Regions from separate parts of the Rattus norvegicus genome. Here region 2 is linked to region 1. The links are chromatin contacts, called in public Hi-C maps. All regions are on one chromosome and are shown on one strand. The core of a region is the stretch at or near the end of the contact, and the rest is flanking DNA. Distances in the headings are between cores, read along the strand shown. Region 1 has its middle 23 kb from the start of Zfp691. Region 2 holds the start of Tmem269 (transmembrane protein 269).

What was found. A called contact is a pair of places that touch in the nucleus more often than the background predicts.
Region 2: a Hi-C map of the A7r5 cell line shows a contact between it and region 1, with 2.0 times the contacts expected there. The contact joins the promoter of Tmem269 here to the enhancer-like site in region 1. A contact is called at or near these places in 8 of 12 Hi-C or Micro-C datasets (the A7r5 cell line, Schwann cells, frontal cortex and 4 more).

Annotation. Positions count from the first base shown.
Region 1 is chr5:138,045,974-138,049,357 of GRCr8, reverse strand. No RefSeq gene overlaps it. Among named protein-coding and RNA genes, the nearest start is that of Zfp691, 23 kb to the left of the region's middle. Within about 2 kb of position 1,972, at least 10 of the 93 cell types and tissues checked have an H3K27ac peak or open chromatin away from gene starts, as enhancers often do. A contact at or near this core is called in the A7r5 cell line, where this site is marked.
Region 2 is chr5:138,113,649-138,116,845 of GRCr8, reverse strand. Tmem269 (transmembrane protein 269) reads left to right here and starts at 1,557. Exons shown (of 7, transcript NM_001134627.2): 1 at 1,557-1,671; 2 at 2,651-2,722. The coding sequence starts at 2,656.

The sequences.
Region 1 (3,384 bases), core at 723-3,222:
CCAAGGCTGTCTGTCCCCTGACCTACACACACACAACAGGCACAAATGGTTTTCCAAGTGAAAATAAAAATGTAATAAACTTATCAGTTAGAAGACAAAGTGTTTTCATATTAGTTAAGGAAATATGTCCCTAGGCTGATTTATTGACTCTCAAGGGTTCCACTTTGTTCCAACATCGCCACCTAGGGGACGAAGCTTGAATTCTGGGGAGCGTCTTAGTCAGGGTTTCTATTCCTGCACAAACATCATGACCAAGAAGCAAGTTGGGGAGGAAAGGGTTTATTCAGCTTACACAATCACATTGCTGTTCATCACCAAAGGAAGTCAGGAGTGGAAATCACACAGGACAGGAAGCCAGAGCTGATGCAGAGGTCATGGAGAGACGTGATTTACTGGCTTACTTCCCCTGGCTTGCTCAGCTTGCTCTGTTGTAGAACCCAGGGACGGCACCACCCACAACAGGCTGGGTCTTCCCCCTGGATCACTAGTTGAGAAAATGCCTTACAGCTGGGTCTCATGGAGGCATTTCCTCAACTGAGGCTTCTCTTTCTGTGATAACTTCAGCTTGTGTCAAGTTGACACACAAAACCAGCCAGTACAGGGAGGCAGAAGCAGTTGTATCTCTGAATTCAAGGCCAGCCTTGTCTACAGAAAGAATTCCAGGACAGTCAGGGCTACACGGAGAAATTCTGTCTGGAGGGTGGGGGTGGGGAGAGGGGTAGATCCAAGCTGCACCTAGAAAGTTGAAGTTAAAAAGATTCACAAAAACATACCAAGCCATTACCGCTCACAAGAAGTCTAGTGCACAGCTTTAAGATCAGAAAAGAGACACTAGAGAAAAAGAAGCACTATAGTCAAAGGGCCACAGAGGGCTGGAAAGGTGGCTCTGTGGCCGAGAGAGGCTGGGGTTCTTGGAGAGGGCATGGGCAGGTTGCCAGCGTCCATGCGGACAGCTCACAGTAAGTCTTGCTCCAGGGCATCTGACACCTTCCTCTGGCCTCCATAAATACCTGCACATACAGGTCCAGGCACACACATGTACATGTGAAACTAATAAAGATTCTTTTTAAAGGGCTACGTTTAAAAATTATAAGCCATCAGAAATATATAATTCCAGAATGATAAGCATCTCCAATAAAGACTTTTTAATGTATTGTATTTTATTTATGCTTATGCATATATGGAGGTCAGAGGATGACTTGGAGAATCCAGTTCTCTCCTTTCACCGTGAGGCTTGCAGGGATCAGACTCAGGAGGTAAGGATTGCAGCAAGCACATTTAGTCACTGAGCCAGAAACCATCTCAAGAGGCTGAAGAACACAGCCAAAGACTGTATCCCAGCACTTCCGAGGCTGAGGCAGGAGGGTAGCCTGGGCTCTAGAGTGAGACCTTGACACAAAAGGAAATAAACAGGCAGGCAAGATTTCTCAGTGGGTAAAGGCCCCGAGGTCAAGACTGACAGCCCCAGTTCAACACTGGGACCCACAGAGTGAAAGGAGAGAAGTGACTCTGGCAAGTTTTTCTCTGACTTCCTTATGTGTGCTGTGGTATGCATACCACACGCATGTGCACATACGATGAATAAATACATAAAAATGTATAAAGATTAAAACACAAAACAAGTATCCACTAATTGTAATACAAGTTTTCTTTGTTTTGTTTTTAAAAGATTTATTTATTTATTAATAAGTACACTGTCGCTGTCTTCAGACACACCGGAAGAGGGCATCAGATCCCATTACAGATGGTTGTGAACCACCATGTGGTTGCTGGGAATTGAACTCAGGACCTCTGGAAGAGCAGTCAGTGTTCTTAACCACTGAGCCATCTCTCCAGCACCCCCGTTTTGTTTTTTACAAGCTAGAGGAGCTTGCAAATGTATCAGCTCATTGCACAAGGGTATAATTTGAGTCCATCAGAAGTCCTGCGTTGTCATGGTGACTTTAAAAAGGGCTCACTATATCTACTGTGACTCAGAGAGAAACAGCCTGGAGGATTGCAAAGCTCGGGTCCTGTCCCGGGTGTCAAGTTTCTGACTGATAGTGATATGGTGTGAATAAATTATCTACCCACCAGCCTCCACGTAAGATGTCAAACTTGGCCTTCCTGTGCGGGACATGAGGTCACAGTCAGGAACTGTTGAGCTGGCCACCTCGGCTTGGCCGCCTGAGAACTTAACTCTAGCGCAGCTGTGAATTGCTGACCCTGTAATGTGAGCTCTGGATGTGCTGGAACGTTCCCCCTGCTGACTAATGGCTTTTTCCAAACCCAAACGTCCAGGATTAAATACAGTTTACGGCTCTCCCACCCAAAGGCACCAGATCACGAAAAGTGAGCAGGCCTGCTCAGTACCTGGAGGGGAGAATCAATACAGAGCTGATAAAGAGATTAAGCAGCCTAGGCTAATAATTTTGTGTTTAAAGTAAGATTGTGTGCATGTGTTTCACCTTACAGGTGAGATTTTAAAATAATCTGGCCTATTACAGAATCCGATAGGTCAGTGTAATTGGATTAGGGCTCATGAGCTATAAGAAAATTTTGTTAAGTCCATAAAACGGTATTGTAATATTTGACAACTAGACTCGCTGAGTTTGTTTCCTTCTTTTCTTTTTGTCTCAAGACAAGGTTTTCTCTGTGTAGCCCTGGCTGTCCAGAAACTCATTTAGTAGACCAGGCTGGCTTTGAACTCAGATGTCTGCCTGCCTCTGCCTCCTGAGTGCCGGGCTGACTGTGCCATCACTGCCTGGCAAGCTTACATTTATACATTCTTTGTAAAGTACTTGGGCAGGACTTGTTTGCTGGGGGGTAGGAACTGGATTAGCCAGGAATACAAAAGCGTAAACAAAAAGAGAGCACGAAGTGTACAAATTCAGTTCAAAATACGTAAATATGTCAAATTTGTAAGTTTATAAGTGAAATTCAGCAAAGTTTAGCTTATTTTGTGTTATCTGAACAATAATACAAGATCTCCTTAAGCCCAGTAATTATCTTATACCATGTACATTTGGGGGTTGTTTTTGTGTTATGAGTTGGGGTCTCAAACCTGTGATCCTCCTGCCTCTGTCTCTAAGTGTTGTGTTTACCAGTATGAGCCACGTGAGTGGCTGGGTCCTTTGTTTATGTGTTTGTTTTTGTTTTTAGAAAGGACATCTAGGAGGGGTTGGGACTGTATAGCTCAAGGTGGCTTTGAACTGATGACAGTGCTCCTGCCTCAGTCCCCAAGTGCTGGGATTATAGATGAGAGCTACTAGACCTGACTCTAAATTGTATACTTTTTTTTCATTGATGTACATTCACTGTACACAGTGGGTGGTTTTAAAACATATTTATGTGTCTGAGTGTTTTGCCTACATGTATGTCTGTGTAGCATGGACATACAGTACC
Region 2 (3,197 bases), core at 308-2,807, 68 kb before region 1:
TATTTAATTCTAGTCTAAGTCCGGCCATGTGGCTGGTTACCTGGTCTGCAGTTTCATATGACCATCTTCTGTGTTTGGGGCAAATCTCCCATGCCCGACTGTCTTCAGAGTCCTTGCTGGATGACCCACCTTCTAACCCTGCCTCTGCTCACTGTCCATAGGCCTGTTTATTGACAGGCCAGGCTTCCATACGCTGCACAAGAGATTATCTCTACAGACTTTAGTGTCAGATTCTTCTCAGGTCTGAGCTCTGCAAGTTCTTATTTTAATGTTAGGTGCTGGGGTTAAGTCAGGGGCCTTTGCATACACTGAAAAAGTGCATATAATAAAGCCATGTCCTCATCCCAGGTCCACTGATGACTAATGGTGGAGTTGATAGTAAATGAACTATTTGATCCACCATTTCCATGAGTAGAACAAGACTGGATACAGTGGCAAGGCCATTTCAAGGCCCAGGGAGATACTGTGCACAGCCTCTAGCCGTATGTATCTGATGGCCTCTGAGCTCATGCTAGATTCCCCTCTCCCTTGCTGATTATGGTGTCACATGGCCTCTTAGCTCCACCCTTTCTATTGCATATTCTCTGGGCCCTGGATACTCTTGCTACTTCAATTTAGCCTCAGTGTGGTGTGGATGTGGGACAGCTGAGGATGGATCCTACCTAGAATATTATCCAGCACTGTTTCTTTCCAAGCCTATGAGCACTTGAACATGAGTTCAAGGCTAGCCTCAGCTACATAGTTTCAGCCAGCCTGGTCTACAGTGTGGGGTAGTGTCTTAAGAGAAAAATGAAACAAAAAGGGTTTACTGACCCATGTTGTAGTCCACGCCTTTAATCTCAGCACTTGGGGGACAGAGACAGGTGGATCTCTAGAGTTTGAGGCCAGTCTAGTCTACAGAGCAATTTTCAAGACTGCCAGGGCTACACAGAGAACCTCTGTCTGGGGGTCGGGAGTGGGTCTTCTATAGCACACTATCCATTCAACTGCTCCATCTGGAACCTTCTGGAAAGCTTTCATCCTTGCTTAGGGCCTCCCTTACTCTTGCAATTCCTCTCACACTGGCTACCTCTCCATTCCCTGACATAGCTTCCGTCTTTTACAGTGACTTTCTGAAAGAACCTGACTTAAAAACATTGTCTTCATGTTTGGGTCTCAATTCCTCAGACCCTCATCTTCCTGAGAAATGTTACTATATGTTTATACCACCTTTTACGTACAACAATCCGAGCCTATAAAAGGCCATACCGACTTGGAGCTGACATTTAAGGTGCTCTTCACGTTGTGGACCCCAGCCTGCTTTTTACAGTCTTCACCTCACTCCCAGCTGATCTCTAACCCCCAGACACTCAACAGCCGGAGTCTGCACCAAGCAGAAGTCAGAATGAGCCCAGGATGGCTCTATCCAGGTTCATGTGGGTGGAGAAAGCAGGCCCCTCCCCTAAAATCTTCCATGCTCCGCCTCGTGCCGCCCACTACAAGAGCTGTAAATTGAGGGTCTGGTGCCTCTGTCCAAGGACTCTGCAGCCCCTCCCCTGTCCTCTGGATTGTGAGCTAAGAGCCAGGTTAAGAGGCTGGACCCGCATCGATGCACCCTCACCTGGGCTGGACCCTCTGCCTCAAAAGGCAGCGGGAAAGCCTCAGCCTCATCTAGGAATGTTTGATCCCCAGGTAAGTTTTCCCCACTGACATAGAGCAGGTGGGGCAAGAAAGAGGGACAGGCGCATCAGGCCAGCCAGTGCCTTGTCATCAGACAAAATTGGGTTTAACCGGGTTACCCGGACAACCTGCGGGAGGCTGGCGAGAGACTAGTGTTGTGTCCTGTTCTCAAGAGGTCAGGTCTGTGCAGGAGATGGCCTCTGGCCTCCGGGAAAGAATGGCAATGTACGCGATGAGGAAGGACAAGAGACACCATTGCTGGAAAGTACACCTTCATTCTTACCAGCCTCTCATGCTGCCTGGTGAGGGAACGCTTATCCCTTAGTCCTCTTTCTAGAAACACAGAGTCATGTGAGCTCTGGAGTACCGCCCGGGCGGGTTCTCACCAACAGTTCCCGTTCCTCAATTCCTCCCCAATTCATTTCAGTCCCACGTGGGGCTGGCCCACAGTCACTTCTGGGAGGGCCCCAGCTCAGACTTCCCCAACTTCACCTCCAGTCACTTGTGTTTTGGGAACCAAGAATTGCTGCATTTTTAATTTTCTTTGGCAATCACACCCAACCTTCCATTCTGGTACATGTCACCAGAATGATATGGGTGAAATTCTCCCTTGTCCTTGCCCTTGCCCTTGCCCCAGACTTTGCTTCCTGGTATACCCAGGGCAACTGGAACATGCCTAGTTGCACATAGCATGTCTCCTCAAGAATCTAACATTCCATCAAGACTATATCATCCGAAGTCGGCACATGGGTCTTGTTCTATTTACCCAAATATGCAAAGCACGGCACAGGGAGGCACTGGAAAGAAGGAGATGAATAAATGATAAGGGTTGAGCAGTTGCCTGGGGTGCTTCATGGAAGGGGTTTCATCTAAAATGGCTTCTCAAAGGCCTCAATGAAGAGGGCTAGATTCTGGGTACTTTAGAGTCAGTGCAGCAAGAGGGCCTAGGAGGTGTACTGTATGAATTAACATTGAACACTTTTATTGTCAGGCCTCATGCTTGGCACAAGAGGCTCCAATCTGCACCCAAGTTGCATCCCCTCTAGGAAAAAAAGAAGACAAGGTAGGCAAAGTCAGTAAAGAATGCCAGGTGTTACACGGTGAGCACAAGAAGCCTTCTGAGACAAGTGCTTACAAGCTCTGCAGGCACCAGAAGGCTCGTCAAAGACGACCAATCAAAGACCCAAGGAAGTACCCAAGAGAGGGGTTTCAGTGGGGCTGGAGAATGGGAGCTGGAGAGGTAGGCAGGGCTGCTGTGGGGCAGGACTCCAGACTGAAGAATTCAAGAAGCTGGCATATGGGGGCTGGGGATTTAGCTCAGTGGTAGAGCGCTTACCTAGGAAGCGCAAGGCCCTGGGTTCGGTCCCCAGCTCCGAAAAAAAGAACCAAAAAAAAAAAAAAAAAAAAAAAAGAAGCTGGCATATGACCAGATCTGCTCCTTCAGGGCTGGGCACAGACCAGCTTCAGCTGTACCCCTCCTCTGAGAGCCTCCCCCAGACAGGGTGACCCGTCTGTGCTCACAAGATATGTCTCTTCTC